Linked DNA regions of Rattus norvegicus: region 2 is linked to region 1. A link is a contact called in public Hi-C data. All regions are on one chromosome and are shown on one strand. Each heading gives the region's core, a stretch centred on a gene start, on an enhancer-like site or on the middle of the called end of the contact. The rest is flanking DNA. Distances are from core to core; before and after follow the strand shown. Region 1 holds the start of Foxh1 (forkhead box H1). Region 2 holds the start of Zfp251 (zinc finger protein 251).

Region 1 (2,700 bases), core at 88-2,587:
TGCTCTTTATCCTATTCTTTAATAAAAGGGTAGGAGTCCATGCTTCAAAGCAGAAGCAGCGTTTGGTCAAAAGAGGGAGCAGCGAATACCAGGGAATGGGCAGCAGTTTGGTTGATAGTTGGACCCTGGGATACTGTGGTCAGGGAGAAGCAGCCGTGATGAGGAGCCTTGAATATCAGACTAAGGAGCCAGGCTTTACCTGGAAGCAAGGAAGGACAAACTGGAAAGGGAGACCTCAGGCTTGCGGGACAGAATGACTTATTTAGTGAATAGGTCTGAGGCCAGGGATATTTACCAGGTGAGAGACACAGGAACTCTCAGCTAGACCCTGTGAATAGAAAGCAGAGGGGCAGGAGGTGATAGGATTCCGGGGGAAGACAGATGAGAGCTAAAAAGAAGAATCTGAGATAAGATCACAACCCAGCCAGAGGTAGGACTGTCAGAGGAAGTGAAGTCCCCCTGTGTTCATCCTCCATGTGTGTCCCCACTCCCTCCTGCGCTCATGACTGTACCTTCCTTGGCAAGGGTCTCAGTCCTTTGATAGTATAATCCGGAGGGGCTTCAAGGAAAAGGTGAATTCTCAAAAGTTTTTTTTTTTTTTTTTTCTCGGAGCTGGGGACCGAACCCAGGGCCTTGCGCTTGCTAGGCAAGCACTCTACCACTGAGCTAAATCCCCAACCCCTTCTCAAAAGTTTTTAGTGCCGACGGTCTTGGATTGTTGACTCTAACACCAATCTCTGCCGTCTGTGCCCTGATTCAGATTCTCAATACAAACCTGCCCATTGTAGTAGCCAGGAGAACTTGGGTAAAGTTTAGAACACAGACAGTGACCAGGTCTCTGTATCCTCCTCTTGTTTCTGGGGACAGACTCTATTCCTTTTTGGTCTAGAAAGTCTGTCAGTCTGTATGCCCCCTACCTCATTAAGTTCTGGGCAGACTCCCCACCTAGGGCTTGACTTCTTTTGACTGCTTTGTCTTGAACTCCTGGGAATTCCCCATCCCTCTCTGGGTAGTTTGGCTGGAGAAGTCATTTCCCCTCTGTTAAATGGGAGTTAGAGACCAACCCAGGCAGATACATTACCCTGGGGTAGACTTCTTTCAAGGGCTTTTCCTTCCAGGTTATAGGGGATACCCAGGCACCCAAAGGCAACTTGAGAGTGGAGACTGATTTCAAAGGCCACCAAAAGTCCCTACTGGAATCTTTTCTGCCCTTCCCTCCAAGATTAACTGAAACCTGCTAATTGTGGCTGCCCACACATGTTCCCCTCCCCCACAGCCTCTTTCTCTCACCCCTCCCCCTTTCATCAGAATGATAAAGAAAGAGCCTGGCCTCCCTGTCCCAGCATGGCCTCGGGCTGGGACCTGGCCTCAACTTACAGTCCGACTACCCTGAGCCCCCAGTTGGTCCAGGCTCTGGCCCAGGGCTACATCCCTTGTATGGGGCCTCTCGACAACTCTCAGCTGAGGCCTCCAGAAGCAGAGTCTCTTTCGAAGACCCCCAAGAGGAGGAAGAAGAGATACCTACGGCATGACAAGCCCCCCTACACTTACTTGGCCATGATCGCCTTGGTAATTCAGGCCGCACCCTTCCGCAGACTGAAACTGGCTCAGGTGAGAGAGTCCCTCGTGCTTTGGGGCACCACTTCCCAGACCTGTACCCACTTACTGTAGGCTCACACTTGGCCTCTGCCTAGTCCACTCATCCTTGCTTGTGAGACCAGACCTGAGACTCTTCTCCCACAACCCCCACACACTCTGCTCTCAGGCACAGAAGTCTAATCCCCTAAGAAGGGAAGGCCTGGGGTCGGCTGTAGGAGAGGGAGAGGGTACTACTTCAATCCCTGCCTCACCGCGCCAAATACTGCCTATTTTCAGATTATCCGTCAGGTCCAGGCAGTGTTCCCCTTCTTCAGGGACGACTATGAGGGCTGGAAGGACTCCATCCGCCACAACCTTTCCTCTAACCGGTGCTTCCGTAAGGTGGGGTGGTCAATGATCGAATCCTGGGGGAGGTACGGGCTTGGAAACCCTGAATCTCTCGGTAGAACAGCCACACCCAAGCCAACCACTCTCTAGGTGCCTAAGGACCCTGCAAAGCCCCAGGCCAAGGGCAACTTCTGGGCGGTGGACGTGAGCCTGATTCCTGCAGAGGCGCTGCGCCTTCAGAACACTGCCCTGTGCCGTCGATGGCAGAACCGGGGCACACACAGAGCGTTCGCCAAGGACCTGAGCCCCTATGTGCTCCACGGCCAGCCTTATCGGCCACCCAGTCCCCCACCACCATCTAGGGAGGATTTCAGCATCAAGTCCCTGCTAGGGGACCCTGGGAAAGCATCCACATGGCCCCAGCATCCTAGGCTAGCTGGACAGAGCACTCCAGCTCAGGCAAGCACCTTGTCAAAGGGGGAAGAGGGGATAGGCGCTGGACCCTCTAACGTCTCTGATAAGCCTCTGTGGCCCCTCAGCTCCCTTCCCAGGCCCACAAGAATAGAGGGGGAGACTTCCCAAGGGGAAGTCATCAGGCCTTCTCCCGTTTCCTCAGACCAAGGCTCCTGGCCCCTCCACTTACTTCAGGATTCCTCAGATTCCATGGGAATGTCCAGGAGGGGGAGCAGAGCTTCCTTGTGGGGACAGCTACCCACCTCTTACTTGCCCATCTACACGCCCAATGTAGTAATGCCCTTGGCCACGCTACCCCCT
Region 2 (2,783 bases), core at 150-2,649, 210 kb before region 1:
CTGGTTATTTACAGATGCTGCCTGCTAGAAGTAGGTAAAGTTCTGTACCAGTAATCACGAGCTTTCAGTCGCCGACCAAGTTATCGCATATTCCCAAATGTACAGGAGTGCTGCGGCAGGGGGATGGGAGGTATCAGTCAGACAGGCTTCCACCCTGGGTCCAGTTTGTATACTCAATCTCTACAACAGCAGGGTGGGGCAGGCAAGCAGGTTTTTAAGGACAGTGATGCATCCAAGTCATTCTGTTTCAGGTAGCAAGTGAAGCCATGCTTGATAATTATAACAGTACAAACAGTGCTTTAAGTAAACCACTAAATACACCGGCAAGTCACTAACAATTGGTCTTTGCTATTTCACCACTTCACAAAGATTCAGGCCTTAGGTCTGCTCTGGGAGAAGACAATACACCCCAACTCTCTATTCACGACCATTAAATAAAATAGACCATTAAATAAAACACCCGGCCAGCCTCGGGAACTGTTTAGTTACTCTGGTCAGCAGTATCGAGTAAAAAGAGAACCTGCAAACTCAGAAACAGAATCAAAGGAAGCTTTGTAGCCAGGAGGCTACTCAGGAGACCCAGGCAGAAGAATGGAAGAAATCCAAGGCTAGCCAGAGCTACATAATGTCCGTTTGAAAGCAAACAAAGGCTTGTTCTCTTTGGCCTAAATGCCCACAGGTACAATTGAGATTACATCAAGACTACTTTTCCAACAATTTCCACAACTTTTAAAAACATTATATTATGACAATAAACTTTAGGGCTGGAGAGATGGCTCAGCAGTTAACAGTATGTGCTGTCTAATCTCTGACGCTCAAGTTTGTGTGCAGAGTGCGCAAACTATTTTGGGAGAAGATAGTCCTCGGTTTTAAACAATCTTTCTTTGTCCTGCCCAACTCTACCTCCTTTGTTTTACTAAGTACTTATTTTGGAGACGGAGTCTCTTTACATAGTCCAGGCAGTGCTGAAATTCTCTATGTAAACCAGGTTGGTCTCAGAGATGTGCCTGCCCCGCCCGGTCTCTCAAGGTCTGATTTAAGGCTCGATGTTTTGGCTTTTTTTGAGACTGGGCTTGCACTATATTTCACACTGACCTGGAATTCTCAATCCTCTTGCCTCAGTTGTCCAAGCACTGGGCTTACAGACTTGGGTGCCACAAACACCCAGCCAGGGTGTTAGTTACTTAACCTGTGCTTTATTTGCAGCCGAGTACAGATCTTATCTGGTTGATCCAGAGCACAGTCCTGGCTAGCTCTGGCAGCGTCCTGGCGAGCATCTCCGAGTCCCGCCCAGCCCGTGCGTAGGGTCGCCGGTCTCTGAGACCCTAAAGAAGCTCCGGAAGTGCGCGGCGACCGTACCCGCGCGTGCGCAGCTTGGCTGTTCCGCCCCTAGTCAGCAGTCAGCTTGCCCGCTTAGCGCGGGCCAGGCTGGGTGTAGGTGGATGCCTGGTCCAGAGCGCCCTGGCTGAGGTGAGGCTGTCGCTTTGCAGGTGGGCAAGGACAGCCAGCAGACAGCGTCTCGGGCTGGCTGCCTCTGCTTCTGGCCAAGGGCGCTGATGATGCCGCGACACCTGGGAGGAGGGATAGTGGAGGAGGCAGTGGTCGCAGCCAGAGGGGCCACCCAGCAGCGGGAGAACCCGCGGGAGGGACAAGCGGCCGGCGGCGACGCGGCCTTGGGGGGCATGGATGTGAAGAACGATGGCCTTTAGGTTTTGCCCAGGGCTAACCCTCGCCGCCTATTTCATGTCCACTCACACCCGCAACCCTGTGAGGCCTATCGCCGTGAGGCCCGCAGCCTTTTCCAGGCTGGCCCTCTAAGGCTGAGGCGGTGCTATGAGTCCACTCTTGGTGTCCTGGTGCATGGCTGGAACTGCCAACTTGCGCCGTGCTTGGGGCAGTTCTCAGTTTGGATAGCAGCACGGGACAGGTCGGTCACACGCTGGCTCTCGAGGCTTCAGGACACTCCAGAAGGCCACTTCCGAAGCAAGGTCTGTCGTCCTCTTCTGACCATCTGTCCACTGCCCCAGCCGAATGGGGCTGAGTTTGTCTGTTTTCTCTCCCTGAGAGTAAGTTGGAGAGGCCTCAGGCTGGGGCTGCCTCCTGCTTACCACCGATCCCAACCCAGATGGCTGCCAAGTCCTGCTCCCGGACTCCGGTGAGTTATTCCTTCTCTCTAGTGCCCTGTCACAAGCTGTCTCCTCTAGAGCTGTGAAGTGGTCAGATAGTGAAGTTGGAAGAGATCAGGATGCAGACTACTGCCTCTTGTAAGAGTAGCGCTCTGTGTTCAGTTGGGCCTTGCCTGATCCACCAGTCTCAGTTCTGCTACCCCAGCAGGGATCAACAAGGCACACCCCCTGGTGTACTGTTGGCATATTGTCATTCCAGGGTGAGATGCCTCTGACCTTCCAGGATGTGGCTGTGTACTTCTCCAGGGCGGAAGGGCAGCAGCTTAGCCCCCAGGAGCGGGCGCTGTACCGGGATGTGATGTTGGAGAACTATGGGAACGTGGCCTCACTGGGTGAGAACTACCCTGGAGTCCTAGCTTACAGTGGGGAATCTCAGAGGGACACGTAGGCAGGAGAAGGGAAAATCCTGCTCTTGTCCCCAGGTACCAGTCTACGTAGTTCTAGGGACTGTTTTCCTTATTGCCAGTGACTTACAGGGCCATTCCTTTCCCCAGTGTAATGACAGAGGCTGTAGGCATTTGACCTCTCTTGCCCCTTGGCCTCCCCTGACCAGTGTGCCCACGCAGGCAGAAAACCCTATCTAGTGAGGAAGACCCA

What was found. Hi-C and Micro-C count contacts between places; a contact is called where the count stands out from the background.
Region 2: a contact with region 1 is called in a Hi-C map of kidney, with 2.2 times the contacts expected there. The contact joins the promoter of Zfp251 here to the promoter of Foxh1 in region 1. A contact is called at or near these places in 3 of 12 Hi-C or Micro-C datasets (kidney, mammary epithelial cells and prefrontal cortex).

The regions. Positions count from the first base shown.
Region 1 is chr7:110,269,329-110,272,028 of GRCr8, reverse strand. It overlaps Foxh1 (forkhead box H1), which reads left to right and starts at 1,337. Exons shown (of 3, transcript NM_001130493.1): 1 at 1,337-1,611; 2 at 1,876-1,980; 3 at 2,077-2,700. The coding sequence starts at 1,345.
Region 2 is chr7:110,477,834-110,480,616 of GRCr8, reverse strand. Zfp251 (zinc finger protein 251) reads left to right here and starts at 1,399. Exons shown (of 4, transcript NM_001191911.2): 1 at 1,399-2,155; 2 at 2,386-2,518. The coding sequence starts at 2,126. It also overlaps a transcript of Zfp7 not described here.